Regions from separate parts of the Mus musculus genome. Here region 2 is linked to region 1. Evidence: chromatin contacts called from public HiCAR-type data. All regions are on one chromosome and are shown on one strand. Each heading gives the region's core, a stretch centred on a gene start, on an enhancer-like site or on the middle of the called end of the contact. The rest is flanking DNA. Distances are from core to core; before and after follow the strand shown.

The links. HiCAR-type assays count read pairs that join an accessible place to other places.
Region 2: a contact with region 1 is called in a HiCAR-type map of kidney, with 4 times the contacts expected there. The contact joins two enhancer-like sites. A contact is called at or near these places in 1 of 484 Hi-C or Micro-C datasets (liver) and 1 of 115 datasets of contacts at active chromatin or transcription factors (kidney).

What each region holds. Positions count from the first base shown.
Region 1 is chr5:141,388,071-141,394,623 of GRCm38.p6, reverse strand. The region is part of intron 1 of Sdk1 (sidekick cell adhesion molecule 1); the gene reads right to left. Among named protein-coding and RNA genes, the nearest start is that of Gm16035, 10 kb to the right of the region's middle. Within about 2 kb of position 3,218, at least 4 of the 459 cell types and tissues checked have an H3K27ac peak or open chromatin away from gene starts, as enhancers often do. A contact at or near this core is called in kidney, where this site is marked.
Region 2 is chr5:141,852,958-141,859,267 of GRCm38.p6, reverse strand. The region is part of intron 5 of Sdk1 (sidekick cell adhesion molecule 1); the gene reads right to left. Among named protein-coding and RNA genes, the nearest start is that of Gm52792, 280 kb to the left of the region's middle. Within about 2 kb of position 1,302, at least 20 of the 459 cell types and tissues checked have an H3K27ac peak or open chromatin away from gene starts, as enhancers often do. A contact at or near this core is called in kidney, where this site is marked.

The sequences.
Region 1 (6,553 bases), core at 1,969-4,468:
AAAGTTCACGTGAAAGCCTAGAGGATGGAGCTCTTCTCTCTTTACAGTGGCCCAACATAGACTGCTTTGTTACTCTTGCACAGACTGAGTTCTTAGCATCAGTCTATGCAGCAGACTCACTTAAAAAGTTTCCACCTACTGATCCATCTACTGGCTATCTTTTACTGTATATGTGCAGCCTTAAGGCAAAACCAAGTGTGCTTCTTCAGGTACTGGCCACCATTTTTTTTTCCCCATTGGCCTGGAACCCATTTAGTATGCTAAAACCTAGCCATTCTCCCAGATGTCCCATTTTTGTCTCCTCAGAACTGAGATTACAAAAATGTGGCCACAGGAGTCTTTTTTTTTAAATGTGTGCTTTGGAGAAACACATTACCAAACGAAACATCTCCCCAAATTTAATGTCTTTTAACCCTAGTTTAACAGGTAGGAAGAGATGGGCTTTAAAGGAATTCTAGGGAGATTCTTTTCCTAGCTGCATACTTTCAATCTCTGTATTGCTTCTTTGTTCACCTTGCTTAAATCAGAAGCCCCTTCATTTCCACTGAGTAGATCCACTTAGCATATGAAGAAGCAGAAGGAGGTCACTGTCCTTCGTCAAGGTCACAGAGCTAGTAGGCTGCAGAAGAGGTTCTATCTTCGAGCTCCAAATTCCCCATCCTCCCCTCAGTCCACTGGGCCATGCTGCTCCTCTGGCTGAACTAAGAATGGATTAGAATGAGGATCACCATAAAAGTTTGATTTTTCCATTCACCACTCGTGGCTGCCTTTGCAAGCTTAATACTAAGAGGCTGATTTGGTATTCACCGTCAGTAGTTTTCCTTACTTGGATGAGGCGGTGTAGAATATGACTGAAAAGCATGGGCCTCATAATCTATGCCAATATGTATGGTTTCAGGTTAATTACCTGAAGAGTTAAGCTGCTAGGATTCTGGTTATGAAAATGGATAATGTGGCTTAAGGGGGGGGGGGGCATTCCGTATTTTTCACAGAAAACTGGTTCCTTGCCTTCTTCATACTACTATGTTCTTTGAAAACTTTATTATCAGGAACGCTGGGTGTGGAAGTTTCAGTTGACAGCAAAGAATGTACATTTTCTAAGTTAAAAAAAATATAGTAAATAAAACTAATAAAACAACTGGGCTCCTGACTCTACCCAGGCCTCAGTCTCCTTTTCCTTTAAGATGGTGGAATGAGGTCTTAGAGATTCTTGTTAGAATCTACCACTGGTCATCGAAATCACAAGTTAGCTGTCACAAAAGGCAATATGCTCAGGGGCCAAGAGAAGCTGGGGACCAGCGAAGAGAGTGTTTGGGGTGATGACGAGCCCAGAGTCACAATAGAGAGATGTTTCTGGAACCCTGAAATGTACTGTTTCCTTGTTGAATCTCTGAGGGCAGAATACAAAGCAGGGGATAGGGAAAGGACAGGAGTCTGACCTTTAACAGAGGAGGCTGCATTTATTAGCACACACGGGGAGGGTCAGGCTCTCTCCTTGGGAAACTGAGGGATCTACTAAGGGAAAAGTTGGTTGTGACCCTTTATAGGAGTGTACTTTATAGGAGGTACTCGGGAAATGAAGAAATTAAGTGCAGTTTTAGGGGGCTACACATCTCTCCTGCAGTCTCTTCTTCCTGAAACAATTTGTCCATGGTGAAATAGGCAGTTCTGACAGACAGTCCTCATTTAGGATAATCAATAACAGATAATGGCTGAGTAATGTCATCTGTACTCTCATAGGAGTCCTGTTTTACAACCAAGGTACTCTATCTCTGTTTTTATATGATGATCATTTTTGGTTTTATAATTTTTTTAAAAAGAATTATTTATTATTTTATGTGAGCACACTGTAGCTGTCTTCAGACACACCAGAAGAGGGCATCAGATCCCATTACAGATGGTTGTGAGCCACCATGTGGTTGCTTGAGAATTGAACTCAGGACCTCTGGAAGAGCAGTCAGTTCTCTTAACCGCTGAGCCATCTCTCCAGCCCCCCTTATTTTTATTTTTTAAGCATACTCTTAGTTAGGGTTTTTACTGTTAAGATGAAGCATCATAATCAAAATCAAGTTGAGGAGGAAAGAATTTATTGGTTTACACTTCCATACTGTTGCTGTTCGTCATCTAAGGAAGCCAGGACAGGAATTCAAACAGGACAGGAACCTGGAGGCAGGAGCTGATGCAGAGGCCAGGGAGAAATGCTGTTCACTGGCTTGCTTCCCCTTGCTCCCTCAGCCTGCTTTCTTATAGAATCCAGGACCACCAGCCCAAGGATGGCACCCTCAATGGGGTAGGCCCTCCCCCACTGATCACTGAGAGAATGCCCTGCAGGCTGATCTTATGAAGCTATTTCCTCAACTGAGGCTCCTTCCTCTCTGATGACTCAAGCCTATGTCAAGTTGACACAAAACAATCCAGCACAAAGCATAAATATTTCCCCTGCATAAGCATATGTATGTGTGCCACGTGCATGCCTGGTGCCCATGGAGGCCAGAAGAGAGCACTGAATCCCCTGGAACTGGAGTCACAAGGAGATGTCTGGTGGGTACCAGGAACTAAACTTCTGCACGACAGACTTGCTATTAACCACTGAGCCATCTCACTAGCCCCAAAATTGTAGACATTTTAAATATTAAAAGATATATAAAGAAACAGTCATGCATACATATAAAAATGCAAATGACCTGGGAACAAAAGCACATTTTCAAATATATTTCAACAAAAAAGTCCATCTTAAGACCATGGAGCAGGCAGAGAACCTAATCAAAGTAGACACACTCACCAAATAGCTTTATTTAATAATGTTTTGGTCTAGTGTCCTTTACTTAAGAGTTATGTGGCATACCTTAAAAAAGAGTATGGGGGGGATACCTTTATTTCTTAGTAGCTTCTATGACCTCAGAAAAGTCACTTAATTTGGTTTTTTAATCTCTAAAATAATAACTATAACACCTACTAACAGGATTTTTTATGAGAATTACATTATTAGTAAGAGCTGCACATAAGGTTTGACATTTTGGAAGCACTAAATAATGTCAGAAAATTTTATCTTAAATTATTATTTTTTTCATCCATCGTTTTCTCTGGGCCTGAGTATTAATTGGTTTTGTCCATCCCTGCATCCAAAACAAAATGAGTCTCCTCGAGATCCTAGAGGCTGCACTGCATCTAAGATCATACTCCCATAAACGTAACTGCTTCACTGTGACCCTTGCTACCAGTTAGCCAGAGGAGAAGCCATGCATGAGGCAGCCTCACAGACATCACTGGCACGGCTAACCTACAGGCCAGTTTTCCTCACTTGGCTAACTTTTGGGATGAGACATTCCTTCTCAGAAACTTTTTATTTATTTGTTCTGAACTTGTCCTTCTCAACCCAGGGCTAAAGATTCATGATTCATTTCAAAAATCAACCTCTTGGTCAGAGAGGTTTATTGGCAAATTTAAACAATAACTCGTGTTTTATACTAGCCCTGCCTATCTTGTGTGGGAAGATGAAATAAACAAAGACAAGTAGAGTTCCCACTGGACACAGACTTAATTAGAAATCCAGAGACTTTTTTTTTCCCCCAAAGGCAATCTATTTTACCATGGCCTCCATCAGTATTTTCTTTAACAGAGGCATGAAGAGAACTTTTGCTTCTTTATAATATTAAAGGCAGGCAAACAGCCATATTAGTGGATTTCTGCCACTTTTTAGGTGTTTGAGTGAAGGCAGTAAAGTAACCCTTCCAAAATTCAGTATTTTCACTTGTGAAATGGTCCTGACACACAAGGAATCTACATTTCTGCGATAGTGGTACATACTCATACGCTTCAGCTACCACAGGTCAGTTAACACCTCTCTCCCCAGGGCAAGGTTCAAAGGTCAGCTACCGCAGCACATTAACCAGGTGCAGTTTCATAAAAGGCAACCTCATACCAGCTCTTTCGAACACAAATCACCATGTAAGGACCAAAAGTGAAGCTGTAGACCATGGCTCACATCTGTAACCCCAGTTCTCAGAGAAGTGGTCCCAGGTGATGAAGAATTCAAGGTCATTTTTAGACACATAACAAAATCAGCTCTAGGCCAGCCTGGTCTACATGAGACCTTGTCTCAAAAACAAAGCGAAACGAAACAAAACAAAACAAAACAAAACAAAACAAAACAAAAAACAAAACAAAACAGAAACTAGAATCTTGCCAAAGCCTGCCAGTGACTGGTTGCTTGCATCTTAGCTCTCTTACAGACTGCAAATGGCATAGCTGCGCTGTTTCCGTATTTCGTAGAGATGAATCTACCTGGCACTTTACAAAACAGACCGTCCGAAGATGCAACTGGTCACGAAGGACAGAAGCACAGTAGTGATCCCTACTGCTGGCACTGGCGATAAGATTTAAATCAAGCTTAAGGAAGAAGGAGCTGGTGAGGACACGGGCACCCCAGCCTCGGAGAGACACCACATGCACAGCCACAGGGACTCAGCAGAGACCAAATGAACATAAATGAACATAAAGAATGAAGTATTAGAGATGGGGGAAAGACAGAGAGAACTTTAAATGATTCTACACAACACTCAAAGCATAATCCAAAATAGCAATGAAGTGTGGGACTTCACCAGGACACAGAAAAATTGCCTGTTCCACGTCACATGCTGGTGACAAGACAGGAAGGCGGGCATCACTGAGATTACTCATGATGACTATTTTAATTTACGCGTGTTAGACAAACACTCCAACGAACCATGCCATATATGCAGCATACAAGCTTTCACAACTGTTTCAGTCTAGTGTCCTTTTGATGCACAACTCACAGAGTTTTAATGTTATAACAAAAACTTTTAAAGGACCTAGAAATACTTTTTTGTTGTTGTTGTTTTTTTTTTTTTTTTTTTTTTTGTTTTTGGTTTTCCGAGACAGGGTTTCTCTGTGTAGCCCTGGCTGTCCTGGAACTCACTCTGTAGACCAGGCTGGCCTCGAACTCTGAAATCCGCCTGCCTCTGCCTCCCGAGTGCTGGGATTAAAGGCGTGCGCCACTTTCCCTTGCTCTACGTGCGTGGTGCTGTTTATGCCACAGTATGACTGCCCTGCAGTTCTGAGCAGGAGGGCTGTCTGCACATCACTGGGAAGGAGGCAGTAAGTCCTACGATGGTGCATATTCACAAATGTCCGCTGGGAAGTGAGGGTGGGAAGGCTGGCCAGGACTGGAGTCTGAAGAACTCTCAGACCTTTAATGAGGAAGGCTACTTATAAGTTCCTTAACGATGGCAAAGAGCCACTGAAAAGATTTAGGACTCGTGGCCAGTTCAGAAAATAAACTGGTCATATTGTACAGAGTGGCTGTCGGTACAATCTGACTCCATGGAGGAAGTGAATTGATTCACTCGGAAAATTAAAGTCTGCAGCTGTGACCCTAGATGAAGAAGAGAAAGCACCTTTGGAGAAGGCTGGATAAGATGGCACACACCTGTGATCCAAGTGCTCAAGAGAGCTCAGCAGGAAGAACTCAAGGTTGAGGACAGCCTAGGTTATATAGTGTTAAATAAGTCAGAGGAGCAAAGGTCCAGGGGTTCTGAGAACAGCTGCAGCTGGCAGACTGAAGCGATACTTTGCTGACATTTGTTGAATATAACATACCAGGCAGGTACTGTGTCAAGGGCTTTACACATACATTATTAACCCACTGAATCCCAAATCTGTAAGAATCTTTGAAAGTAGGTTTTCTTATACTTCAGTATTTAGAGGAAAGGCACTCTGGAAGACAATGAACAAATAGTGCCGTTGGACACAATCAGGTGGCCCAAGTCTAGAGCCACCAAGCCCACGTTACTCCCATCCTACAATGCCCCCCTCCCTTCTGCTCCCCTTGGCCCAGTGTCCTGTGACTGCCCCTCATCACAGTCTCCCCACAAGGCTGTTTTCTTTTCCCCTATCTTCTGCATACAGGACCAGCAGAGTTTGCTCTTCCTACTACCAGAAAAGCTCTGCTGAAAATAATCCGGACCATCTGCCACCTGACCAGCCCTTTCTTCCAACCACAGGGAACCACAGGGGGCAGGGAGAAACAAAGAGACATTTGCCTGAGAAGTCAATAATAATAACCCCCTCTTTGTCTGTATCTGCTATTCACAGAGTCTCTAAAAGTGAAGTTTTCAATGACAATTTGCATATAATCTACATACATCCTCTTGTACATCTTAGTCATCTCTCCATTGCTTACAGTCCTGAACACAATGTAAATGGTATTTGAATAATTGTTAGATGAAACTGCTTAGAGATAAAAGCAAGGAAAAGTTAGCACATGCTCAATATAAAAGCTGTTTATCCCCAAACTTTAGTTGGCTGAACTTGTACCAGCAGATACATTTGATTTTCAGTTATCATCACCAGCCCTGGGTTGGGAAAACAGATGTGCATCCAATAGATCACAGATGTTTCTTCATATGCACTTTCCCAGAAGAGGTGATACAAGGCTCTAGTCATCAAATGTCCTAAAAATGAGTGGAATTTCCTATGTACTTTCCCCCTCTAAAGGAAGGCACATTCCTCATCAGGAGCTTTGAGATTAAAC
Region 2 (6,310 bases), core at 53-2,552, 470 kb before region 1:
GAAGAAACAACCCAGTCTTGCTCATTTAAATAAAATACAGTCAAGGACTCTCTACAACTGTGGGTCTCTTTTGGTTGAATCCTTTGGACAGCGTCTTTGAAGCTAAGGTGGAGAAGTCTATGAACTGACAAGGCCCTGTCTGTGAGACACAGCCCACGGAGAACAGAACTGTAAATAAAGATTTGCAGGCCTAGGGTGGGCAGATCCTACCTCAGTTGCTGGGGAGAAAAGGATTATTCAAATAAACATTCAAATGCAGTTTTAGTTGCTTAGGTTTTGAAACAGCTGTGAGAACAACTGCTGGCTTCTAGCCCGTGATGCTATTCCGTGCGATGAGATTTATCCCCAAATAAGACTTGGTAGGAGGAGGGGGAGGAGATGCTACAACTAACATGATGCCTGAAATGAACCGCATTTCTCTGCCCAAAGAATAGCCAGGTCTGGAGGTACATGACAAGGCACGCTTTTTTTTTTTTTTTTTTTTTTTGTTTTGTTTTGTTAAATAGCAGAACAAATGCACGCTACTAGAAATAGCAGTCTTAGCTCTAGGCATTTCTGAGGAATTAATGAGCAACTGACATTTACAGCCCTGGGGCAAGATTCCTCTAGCCTTTTAGAAAACCCCAGGAAAGCCCTAGGCAGCCTTGATCATGATTGCTTAATTATTATCCAGCCCTCCTGGGAAGGCATTTCTGGGGTTGCTAATATCCAGTGGTCCCTCTCCACCCTTGCCAGGCACAGGGGAGCCTGCACATCTAAGCTTCTTTGTAATGAGCTGGGGCACGGATTTGGCTACTGAAATGGAAATCCATGGTGCTATCATTTCTGGGCTGAGTTAGTGAAAAAGCCCAGCAGGGGTGTGTCATTTTCAGGGCTTCTGTGACTGCTGAAACAGGTACCAAGAAACCGCTTTTGCTAAAGAAGCATGGATTTGGGCTGGAGACATGGCTCAGTGGTTAAGAGCGCTTGCTGCTCCTACAGAGAGGCCCTGAGTTAAGTTCCCAGCACTCATGTTCAGTGGCTCACAATCACCTGTCACTCCAGCTTTCCTTCTGGCCTCTGAGGACACTGCACTTACATGCACACACCCACACACACACAGGAACAAATGTATACATTAGAAGTCAGCAGCAACAACAACAGGAAGCAGGGACTCCTTACTTGAGCCTGCCTGACAGGTAATAACCAGACCCTTAGCCCATAGGGCAGCACAGGCAAGATCACACCCAACACACCCACCCCATGCCTCCCAGGGCTTGCAACAGCCTAAATATTGTCACATCCCATGGGTTACACATTAACCAAGTCCCATGCCATTACCCAGCGAGTGAACAGTGACCCTGTCACAGAGTACCAGCACCCCTGCTCCCTTACCTGTCACTTAGTGCAAGTCACAGATTAACTAAGCCTACTTCCCCCTGGTGCAAGAGCTTCCCTTGGCTCAGAGACTTTACAAGTAGTCCCACTGCTTGTCTAGTAGGGCTAAAACTCTCTTTTAGACCCCTGCTGTTCTGCCTGAAGGCTGATTCAAATCACTGCTCCCTCTCTCTCCCTCTCCTCTCTCCTCTCCCGTCCCCTAACATAACATTTGGCTCTTTGAGTCACTTTTTATATTCCAAAAAGCAAATCTTTGCAAGACAGATCAAAATAACCTCCCTCAGCCAGCACCAGATAAGGAGAGTCGTCTTGATGATCAGGCTGTACCTGGAGCAGGAGCAATGACCTCCTGAGGGCCAGTTTGTCCCTTCATGAAAACGATGTCTCTGGGCCACCTTGAGGAACCCTAATGGAGATGATAGTCTGTAGACCCCACTTTGACCAGGACTGCTTAAGTAAGTACACTTCTCCTCACCCCTACCACCCCCAGCCCCACCCAATTGTTCTAGTTTAACCTAAAGCTCAGGCCAGAACCTTGATGATGGACTTAGGGGAGTCACTGGACATCAGTATTTGTGCTTCTGTCCTGGGCCACATTGAATGAATCCCCTTCCTCTGCTTCCCATCACCACTTGTCTCTAATCGGTGTCTAGGGATGGGTGGCTGAGGACAGCCAATCGGGGATACTGAAGCCCAGCTACTTGCCCTAAAGTCCTTGTTTATGGCATTGGTGAAGTTGAGGCTGAAAGCCAAGGGATCAAAGAACCCAGATCCTAGGTCATCACATGGACCTGAAGTGGGCTCTTGGTTCCGTCAAAGCACACAAAGCTGTGTGTACCAGCAGCATACCTGATCTGTCCATCACTCAGATCCTTCACCTTTCTTCATCACTCAGCATGCCCTGCCTCTCCATCGCCCAGCATGCTGTGTATGCACCATTGTCCATCTTCACTGAGCATGACCCACCTTCTCAGCCTGCGACCTGCAAAACTTCACATCTTCAGTGACACTTGCTAGCTTGTCTTTGGAGTGGGCTCCTTTGTGGACACAAACATTGTGGCACTCTTAGGAGCAAGCTCTGGAGTCAGAATTGAGGGGGAAAATAGCAGCAGGCCCCAAGCTCACTGAGCAACCAGAGAGGGGCCAGGGCAGAGTCCAGAGTGGCAGAGGGCTGAGGCAGAAGCTGAGCTCAGAGTGTTCCTAAGGGTATGTGAATATAAAGACCAGTTACAGACATGCGCAGTGCAGTGCACCTGTTCTGCCTTCTCTCCTAAGTGGGAGGGATGAGTTATAGGTAACTTGAAGCCATGTAGTCGGGCTTAAGCAGTTTGCAGGGCTGAGTGCTGAAGCAGCCAGCTCTTGGAAATTGCCAGTTCCTTTACAGGTCTCTTTCTAAACCAGCTATTACAGGTTGTCACAGCCCTGCTTGACTACCCATGTGCCTGATACACCCTGTATTTCAAGAAAGCTTCGGCAGCCCTGAGTGCAGTTCAAGGATGCCTGACACTCCCATCAGAGCAGCCCTGAAGGGTAACCAGGAGAAGAAAGAGCATACGGGCAGAAGAGATAACTGTGAGGTTTTGATGGTACAGATGTGAGAACCTGAGTCTGAACCCCTAGGAAGCAATTAATGCTGGACATAGCAGCACACATCTGTAATGCCATGCTCCTAGCAAGATGGAAGCAGACACAGGATCCTCAAGAAGCTCATGGGAAGGTAGCTTGCAGTGAGGCAAACAGCAAAAGATCCCATGTCAAACAAGGTGATGGATGAAGACCGACACCTGAGGTTGTCCTCTGCCCTCCACAGGCATGTCAACACACACACACACACACACACACACACAGAGACATACACACAACTAAGGGGGAAGGAGGGCATATGAGAAGTCAAGCAGAGGTTACACGTCTGTCAACCTTCCAACTTCCAGTGGCCACCCTTGAGGAAGAAGCCACCCCTACTCCAACTTGTCAGGACTTAGCTAATGACCTCCTGTTCTTGCTTGCTCAGTGCTGATCCCTCTGAGCGGCAGGATCCATCACTTTTGCCCACTGCCCAAGTACCCTCTTGCTCTTGCCTGGAGTATGCCCAAGACTGGAGGATGCTCTATACACCAGAGTGGTTCTCAGTAATGGCTTCAAATGAACAAGGGATTCATCTCTGAGACTACTGTTCATCTAAGAAATGGAATTAGTATCTCCTGTGGCTTAAACCTCCTGTGAAGTTAAAAAGAGACAAATGCCAAGTCCCCCAGACACAAAAACACTCAACAAACAACAAAACAATAAGCAGATTTTAGTGGATCCTGTACAAATGCCAGGAATGCCTTTCAAGTGCTATGCACAAAATCAGATGTAAGAGGCCCTCAGGTGAACTCCAAGCCTCAAGGACACGGACATGCACAGTTCCCAAAATGCTCAGAATGAAATAATCACTCACAGGCCTCTGGAATTCTGAATAGCTTTTAGCTTATCATGAGCTGGGACTTCAGGTATAAAGAAAAACAAGGGTTATAGGCCTTGGTTGCCATTTTTTAAAGTTTAAAAGTAGGCTTTGATTGGGAAGGCAGAAGTGCTCTATTGTGCATACAAATGCTCTACCACTGAGCCACACCCCCAGGCCCTCACTGGGGGATTCTAGGCAGGGGCTCTACCACTGAGCCACACCCCCAGCCCCTCACTGGGGGATTCTAGGCAGGGGCTCTACCACTGAGCCACACTCTAGCCCCTCCCTGGGGGATTCTAGGCAGGGGCTCTACCACTGAGCCACACCTCTAGTCCCTCACTAGAGGACTGTAGACAAGTATTCTGTCACTGACGTACACCTCCACTTCTTGAAAGCAGAATTCTTGATACTGTGTAGAAGTTTTAATGTAGGGGAAAAGGCAGAACAATTAAAGTATTAAGTCATTTGCACTACAATGATCAGGTCCAGAGGTAAATGGTGGGAATGTGTATGGGGGTGTGGTGGGGGTGGGGGTGGGGGGCAATAGGAATGCAGGGATAGGGTGGGGTGTAAGGCCTTACTCAAGAGGCAAAAGAAAGAAGCTTACAGAGGGTAAATGGTAGAGCAAGGCTCCAGCGTCTGGTTTTGTCTTCACAACAGTGGCCACTATTTAAGACCAAGGGCAAAAGCGCCCACTAAGTAGCCTCTACTACCATTTCAGTCACCCAAAACATATTCCCTGCGTGTCCCCTTGTGTCAAAGATTCCTATTTAACCTTGGGGGACATATTTCTGGAACTCATTTGGCAAGGAAGCAGCCCCATGTAACAAAGAGCTTTCTTTGCAAATGCATATAGCTGTCCATACACACATAGGCACATACATATACATGCATGCACATAATTGCACACACATGTACTCATGGATATATGAGTACACATACATACATACACATATAACATGCACATACATGTTTGCAGATAGATGTTCATGCAAACACACGTGCACACACACAGACACACAGACACACACACAAACACACACACACACACACTCACATGAATCCCTGTATGGGAACTTTCTCTTCCAGGGCTTTTCAGTCATGAGCTCTTTTTAGGGTATGTCTAGTTTTATCAGTTCCACTACACCAGAGAAAAAGGCTAGAAACAACTTCTTTAACTTTTAAGAATTTTTCTTTCCTTTCCTGAAAGAGAACCCCAATATGAAAAGAGGTGACTACCCCAGGCAGGGTTTGTTGCCTTGCCCCTTGAAGGAGCCAGGTACCTACCCAGAGACCCCTGTACCCCATGGAGCACATTGGAAAAGTCTCCTGGTTCAGGACCCTACCACAGCCACTCAATGTGGCTAGGCCTGTGTCTGGCGTTCTCACTGGGATCACATCTATGTGGCCCTCCCCACAATCTTTGGGGGACTGCTCTGTTCCTGCAGTTGCAGTACAGGGGAGAGAACAATGTGTTCAGTGTGGATGATTAAACTGCTTTTCTATATCAGTGCAGCTTAGTGACTCTGAGGAAGCAAGGGAAGCTGAAATTACAGAATTCTTTCTTCTTTTTTAATTCAATTTCACTCATTTTAACTGCTCAAACAAATAGGTACAAATCAGTTTTCAGAGGGGGCCTTGCCAAGTCTGTTTTCATTTAAAAAGAAAGGGGAGAGAAAAGAAGGTTCATTTGTAAATAGTGACATGGGTAGTACATAAGTCCTTCAAACAGGCTCGCTCATGCACGGAGGCAGAGCAGCCCCCTCCTGGTATTTACCGTCTAGACTGTCTGCATGCACCTTTCCCACGGATGGTGCGAGGGTAAATTTCATCCCAGGCCGGGTCAGGTCATCATAATTCAAAATGACTGGAATCCAAACGGGATGTGTTTGCTGAATCCAAGCATGAATTCTACAGAGAAGGGGTCAGGGTGTGAGGGTGGACTGTGTGCAAAAGAGGCAATAAGTTCTCTGGGGATCTCCTCAGCTAACCTGTCATTGACCTTGAACCCACCCTGAGGCCACCCTGCCAACAGCATCCCAACACTGGAGAGACATCTATCTCACCTAGCCTTTCACACCACCCACCCTGGCATGCCTTGACAGCAAAGCCCTAAGCTTCCTCGGCCCACCAGGAAGCTGTCCTTTGGAGAAAAAAGAAAGACATAGCATTTGTTTTGAAGACCTATACATGTGATACATACAGGGAGGGGGCTCCTGTCACAGGTTTGTGCCTTGGGGAGTCACTCTGAGGTCTTGTGTGCTTCGGTGAAGATTGCTCCTCCTTTTGTCTTCTAGTGTGAATAGCCAGTTATATCCAGTCATCCTAAGTCCCCCATGTTATCATTTATTTATTTATTTAGAGATGGTCTCCTATAGTCCAAGGCTGGCCTTGAACATACTGAACATACTGCGGATGACCATGAGCTTGCTAGGATATCAGATATGCATTACCACATCTGTTTTATACAGTGCTGGGATGGAGCCC